2 separate regions of the Rattus norvegicus genome follow, and region 2 is linked to region 1. Evidence: chromatin contacts called from public Hi-C data. All regions are on one chromosome and are shown on one strand. Each heading gives the region's core, a stretch centred on a gene start, on an enhancer-like site or on the middle of the called end of the contact. The rest is flanking DNA. Distances are from core to core; before and after follow the strand shown.

The links. Hi-C and Micro-C count contacts between places; a contact is called where the count stands out from the background.
Region 2: a contact with region 1 is called in a Hi-C map of frontal cortex, with 2.1 times the contacts expected there. The contact joins the enhancer-like site here to the promoter of Dock1 in region 1. A contact is called at or near these places in 2 of 12 Hi-C or Micro-C datasets (Schwann cells and frontal cortex).

Annotation. Positions count from the first base shown.
Region 1 is chr1:198,895,179-198,898,566 of GRCr8, reverse strand. Dock1 (dedicator of cyto-kinesis 1) reads right to left here and starts at 1,522. Exons shown (of 52, transcript NM_001143858.1): 1 at 1,359-1,522. The coding sequence starts at 1,404.
Region 2 is chr1:199,016,734-199,020,121 of GRCr8, reverse strand. It overlaps Dock1 (dedicator of cyto-kinesis 1), which reads right to left. Exons shown (of 52, transcript NM_001143858.1): 18 at 3,216-3,388. Among named protein-coding and RNA genes, the nearest start is that of Dock1, 120 kb to the right of the region's middle. Within about 2 kb of position 1,646, at least 29 of the 93 cell types and tissues checked have an H3K27ac peak or open chromatin away from gene starts, as enhancers often do. A contact at or near this core is called in Schwann cells, where this site is marked.

The sequences.
Region 1 (3,388 bases), core at 273-2,772:
GCTTTCTGCTTGCTCCTGGTCTTCTAGCTGTTTTTTGAACAGTCCTGTGCAATCCCAGGAGAAAACACTCATCGCTCCCACACCCTGAAGTCCTCCTAAGTAGGATCCTCATCCCAAATTAGACAGATGGGACTCTCACAGCCCTTCTTGCCCCACATGGGACCCCCAGGAGGTACAAGATATGCTTCTTAGCTCCTTACACACCCCATCCACCCCCAGAAAGCCCAGCTCTGTCATGGGCCTCAGAAAGGTCTGCCAAATGCAGGTGGAGGCCAGTCCCAGTGTTCACAAGGAGGGAAGTCCTCCAACCCAGTGTGTGGGCCTAGAGTGGAGGTAGGAGCCCTAGGCTTCCCCAGCCCTGCCCCCGTGGCCACCATCCCCTACTTGCTACAGAAATAAGTAACTAGAGTTCAAAGGAAGGACACAGCCTTGTAGATTGGAGTCTCCAGGAAGCTTCCAAAGTTAGCGGGCTGGGACAAGAGCTAGGCCTGCAAGAAGGTGCTGAAGGCGTGCCTAGAACAGACAGCTGCTGAGAAAACGCCTCAAGGCAGCCCTTAGGGTGGAAGGCGGCAAGCTCCTCTAAATGCTTGCTTGCAAATCCCTGAGAAATGCTTGCTTGCAAGTCAGACAGAGTCTCTGCTCAGGTGAGGCTGGGCATCAGAGGATCCTTAGGGAAAGAGAGAAGGAGCCTGGAAACAGAATAGTCAGGTCTGGAATGCCAGCGAGCCCTGAGGCCTAGACAGACCTGATTTTTGATGTGGGCTGGCTGGAGGGGAAGACAGGGTCTGCAGGGCTCTAGTACTGTCTAGCCACTGAAGCAAGCCGGGCTCCTTGGAATGTGTCTTGAGTCAAATGTAAGCTTGCAACCCGACTCCCTCCACCCCCTCGGGAAGCGACAAAGGCAAAACCAGGTCCCCGCCCTCGAGGTCCGTTTCCAGGGTCCCCGGGAAACAGGAGCGCCTGAGTGCCCCCCCCCACCATCCAGGGCGGGAAAGGCGGCACGGACCCAGCCCGGGAAGCGCAGCCACTCCTCACGCGAGAAAAGGAGACTTCACAGATCCGTGCGCTGCACAATGAAAAGTGTTCACCCGGAATCCCGGATGCCAAACAAAAGTTTCCCGAAGAAGCCAAAACGCACACAAACAATGACCCCGGGAGCCCTGCGCACTCAGGAACACACGGGACTACACAGAGCGAATGCGCGGGAATAAGGAGCACGGTGGACCCCGGAAGGTCACCGGGTTCCCCACGCGGGCTCCAGCCCCCGGCGGGCCGGGCTCCGCACCGCGCGGCAACAGGCTGGGCACCGCGGCGGGGAAGTTGCGCGCGGGGCGGGCGCGGGGCGGCGCGCTGCTCACCCACGCCGTACTTCTCCTCTCGTTTGGTGGGGACCCAGCGCGTCATGGTGGCGCTGGCCGCAGCCCACTGGAGCCGCCGCTGCCGCTGCCGCCGCCGCTGCTCGGGCAGGAAACTGTGCGCCTAGGCCGCCATCTTCCATTCCTTCCCCGCCGCGACAGGATGGGGAGGAAAAAGTTTGCGGCGGAGGCGGTGTCATGTGGGACGGGGCGGGCGGAGCGTCGCGGGCCGGATGGGAAAGGCCAGGAGCGCCGGCGAGAGGCGGGACGGCAGCCGGCTGCAGCCCGCCCAGGCGCGCGTGCCCTGGGCCGGGCTGGCCGCGTCCCTCGAGGGACCCAGGCCGCTTCCCCGAGCCCACAGACGTCCTGCACGCTGCACGCGCCGCGCAACTCGCATTCTCTACTTTTCACTGAACAGCAGGCACCTCGTACCTATTAATCTGCACCGTACACCCCTCACCCTGCACACTCTACTCTGCACCGCATTCAGCATTCTTTATTATGTACCCCACACACTACATTGAACACCAAGCATCGGCATCCTAAACACTCTGCACCCTTGCATGGTGCAGAGGCGCTGTCTTTACACACACACACACACACACACACACACACACACACACACACACACACACACACACAGAGTCCTTACAGCCCTCCGGACCTGGACCTAACACAAATAGTGGAGGATCAGAACAGAATCAGACACCAAACATGTACTCACTAGTGTGTCCTGGTGGAGAGCGCTGAAGCAGAGCTAGGAGTTCTTCGTGGTTCGTTCATTATTTCATTCATTCATTCAACAAACACAAAGTGGGCACCTATTTCGCCAGAGGCTGAACGTACTGAGCGTGCCTGGTAGCTGATGGGAGTGGTGACGTACAGTCAGCACTGGTTAAGAGAAGCCTAGGGAAAGACTTTGCAGCCCCTGGGTGTTTCTATCAACCCAGCTCCCTTTAGGTGTTGAGGGCCTGGGGCTGCACTGAGAGGCTCCAGGCTTGCACAACTTTGAGGCATTCAGTGGGAGTTGGGCCCTGCTGAAGTGGGGAAAGAGGGAAGTGGGAAGAGAAAGGAAGCCAGTCCAAGCTTAGAACAGGCAGCTCAGCCTCCTAGCAACCCTAATCTGAAGGAGGCCGGTCTCAGATTCACCCAGTGCCAGCCACCCACAAGTGCAATACTTCTGAGTTCTCCAAGGCCCGCACATAGACACACCCCAGAGTTTTCATTAGAATCCAAGAAAAGGTTAAAACTAAGGGGAGGGCTGGAATGGGGGCTCAAGTCCACGGCAATCCATTAGAAGGGGTAAACGAGATTATACCTTCTGCTGTCTGCCTTCTCTCCCTAGCATCCTAGAAACAATGACAAATACACCAGCCAAGAGACTTCAAGGACTAGAGGAACGAAGGTTTAAAAGAGTGAAGGCTACATTGTGTAAGATTGCATGTCAGAGCCAGAGAGGAGCCGACTCATCTAGAATTGGAAGGTCAGGGAGCCACTACCTGCTGTAGACGGGGCCACCCTGGCCTGGGGCAGTTATGTTAACCAGTCCAGATTGCAGCTTAAACAGCCAGGAATTCCAGGATGGACAAGGTGAGAGGAACCTCCCCTGTTCAAGATAGTATACAACTAAAATTTCTAGCAATTCAGCTGTGGGTTCATAGAAAGTCACAGGCTCCTTTCACTGATAAGGAACTTCAGTCCCACAGAGAGAAGCAGTCCAGGCCTTGAGGGTGTGGCCCAGTGACTCAGAGAAGCCCCACTCCAAGGAGAAGCAACTGAAAGTGCTAAACAGAAGTGGAGTGCTCAGAATTCTGTCAAGCATCTGGAGAGTTTCCCTGAGAAAGCTGTCTTAAGCCTGGACTTTAAGGAGAAGCAGAAGTGAGCAAGATGAAATGGGAGATTAACTGGATGTGCAAGGGGCCTGTGGTGGGAAGGAATGCTGGGTTTGGGGGGGGGGGGGTTGGGTTGTTTTGTTTTGTTTTGTTTTGTTTTAAGGAAAAGGATGTCCAGTTAGGCTTATTCAGAGAAGTAAC
Region 2 (3,388 bases), core at 397-2,896, 120 kb before region 1:
GGCAAGCTGATGGCAACGGTGAACATAAAAGCAGCTAGAAATTCCGGGCGGAAGTTGACGCGTTGTGATTCTAACTGGAAGTAAAGTAACAAGAAAGGATCCCTCTTGATCTGACACTCCTGGTCCAAGGGTTGGGGGGCATCGCCATCTCTCAAGTGATCAATGTCTCTTTAATGGAGACCAATGCATCATCTAAGCCCCATTCATTCCAAGTTGTTGTCACGTGTCATGTGACTGCAACTTTCAAGTTTTAGCTATTTACTTATTCTTGGGAGGGTGTTATTTTGTTGTCATTTATTTGGGGTTTTTCTTTCCACCTTTTTTGGGGGGGTGGAGGTTGTTTTTGTTGTTGTTTTGTTCTGTTTTGTTTTCCTTTTTTGAGACAGGGCTCATTAGATGGGTCAGACTAGCCTGAAGCTCACTGCAGAACTCAGGTTGTATTTGAACTTATAAATTCTCCTGCCTCCGCAACCACGCCCCATCCCACCTGACAAAAACTGCGATTATAACATTTGTACTGCCCATCTGAGCTTTGTACTGCAAATATGAGGAAAAAAGTCCAGATGAGAATATTAATAAATCACCTCATGGGGGAGGGGGTGCTTAAGGAAATGGCTTGTACCTCCCCCACAAACTACCCAGTCAGGAAAGGCTTCCACTCCCAGGGATGAACTCAACATGGCTGGATTCATAATTATTCTTTGTTTCATGGCTCCCTTCCCTCTCGTTACACAGTAAGCTAACTGAGACGAGGGATCACGTCTTCCAGTTCTTCTCCTATCCCCTATGGCAGCCCACACAGCGCTGAGGACAGAGATCTTTAATACAAACCTTGATGAATAATTCAGCCCCTGCTTTTTTTTTTCCTAAGTAATGGAACTTTGCGAGAACAAATTATGGTTTCAGGAAAATGATTACCCCAGGGGAGAATTTGGGATTCCACACTCAGTCGCCAACTAGGGCACCCCCATCTTATATACTCCTGGCATGGCACAATCCCAAAAAGGGGGTATCAATGCTGGCATGAAATGAAAGCCAGATTCCTCCTTCTGTTCAGTGAGCAGCATCACTTTGGAATTTCCTTGTTGCTTGGCAACAGCTGCTGCAGAGACCAGGGCTCTCTCCCTGGGTACCAGGGAGGGAATCACCCTGCAGATGGTAAGATTCAAGGAGCTGTAAGGTGAAAAAGGCATCCACACACCACCCTTGGAGGTCCCCCCTTCCCCCTACCACTCTCAGATGTGTGGTTTTAAAACCATACTGTGGATGAGACTTGCTTTGAAAGGAAATGATGATCAAATTTCAGACAACTAGCAATGCATCTGGAACATTGACCCACATATAAGACAGTGGCTTCCTCCGAAGTCAGAAGTGACACAGAGTGGGCAGACCTCAGCACCTGCTCAGACACTAAAGCACCACACATGGGGTCAATGACCAAGCCAGGGACACCACCCTCAGCCTGCACTGAATGAGGCACAAATACTAGTCCATGTATCCCAGTTTGGGTACGAGGTGAGAAGCTCATTCCCAGTACTGGAATATTCTTTGCGCAGCCCAGTCAGTAGCTGGAGCCCACACAGCTGACTCATGTCCCTGAACACCAAGGGCCTGCACAATCCTCCCTTCCCCCACCACTTGCACAAATCCGGTCCCTCTGGGAGGTGTGGGGGTTGGGGGAGTCATTTGCTGGCGGGGATTACCACAGGCCGCAAAGAGGGAGCCTTCAGGCATGATTCAGACAAACCCACGATGATTTGGCAACCAAGAAGTGTCCAGATAGTACCAAAGTATCGGTGTTCACACAGACTCAAACAACCCAGACGTGTCTGGATGACTTACAGCCTCTCACTAATATTTTACTCGGGAGGAGCCTCACTGGGTAAAGCTGGGAATGAGAGAGGGAAGCATCAGGTGGAGAAAGTTTGAAAGATATCTGACCCAGGGCTGGCATGCCCAGGCCTTCAGGACAGCAGCATCTCTCCCCGTCTTCCAAAGGACGAGTTTCTTCCATGCTAGGTTAATCCAGTGCAAGCCCGAAAGATGTCTGCTCCTCAGCAAATCTCAGACTCCAGCCATGACTGACAGGCAACACAGAGATGTGATTCCTGATAATGACGGACATTAATAATCACAACTCATATCAGGCAGTTAAGAGGGAAAAAAATTGGATTTTCAAGCTCCATTTCAAGAGAGCATAAAGTCTCTACACAGCTGTGATACGGCCGCATTAGGAGGATGCGGTTTTTAAATGAAGGATTTGCGCAGAGAGCCTCTGCCTCCTCCAGACAGAGTCACGGCAACGGCCCTGGTGTGCTCTGAATAAGAAGTATCTCCACTGGACTGCCGTGACTCTGAGGAGGCTGCAAGCAGTGGGAAATGAACTCGGCCAGCCCAGGGACATGAGGCATCATCGGATGAGTGAACTGCCACATTAGGCTGAGTTTCATGTATGAGGACCAGCAAGGAGGTCGTATCTCACACTGCAAGCAGGGGGTCTAAAAATGTCACGCCAACCAACTTCTCCAGGAAAGATAACTGGGAATTATCTCCAGGAGAATCAAGACGGGGGAAGACACATAGAAGGGAGTACCTCACATCTGACAGTGTATATACTAGCCAGAAAGCTCTGGAAGCAGGCATTAGTCACATGTGTATCAACAAGCACAGCTGGGTTGAAAGCACCTTTACTTAAGGTCATCTCCAGGGTTAAATTAGAACCAAAGTTCAGCTCCATTTCTCTGATGTGATTTCAAACCTTGTAAACTTTCCTTGATGCCCGGTTTCCTTCTTTTGGCTGGAAAGCATCCTAAAGAGGACATCGAGAGCTGGCAAAATGGCTGAGTGGTTATGGGGCCTGCCAACAAGCTTGATGAACTGAGTTCAATCCCCACTATCCACACAGAGAAGGGAAAGAAGCCAATGTGTCCTCTGACTGCCCACACACACACACACCGCAAATAAACACACTTAAGAATTTAAAAAAAAAGTCCTTTCATTGTTTAATCTTCTGGCTAAGTTAATCCTCAGACCAAAATAGAAGTGTGAATTTTAAACTCTGACGGATGCCACTTCCTCTTCCCAAGCACATCGACATCTATGTGGGTCCTTATCAAAGGACAGAGAGAATGACGTCCGAGCACCCACAGGAAACTCCTCCACTCAACAAGCAGCCAAAGGGGATGTGATTGAGAGGGAGAAATTCTAGAACTCACCATTCTGGGTCAGTTTGGTGGAGCACACCAGCGTAGAGATCTGGAAAGAATCTTTACTGATGGTGCAACTCCCAAGACTCTGCATTCCTTTGCCTGTGGCTGAGTGGCCCTTTTCTTCCAACTCTCCCTTGGTACTAGGGAGGCTCAAATATGTGGCAGCGTCTTCCAGCTTT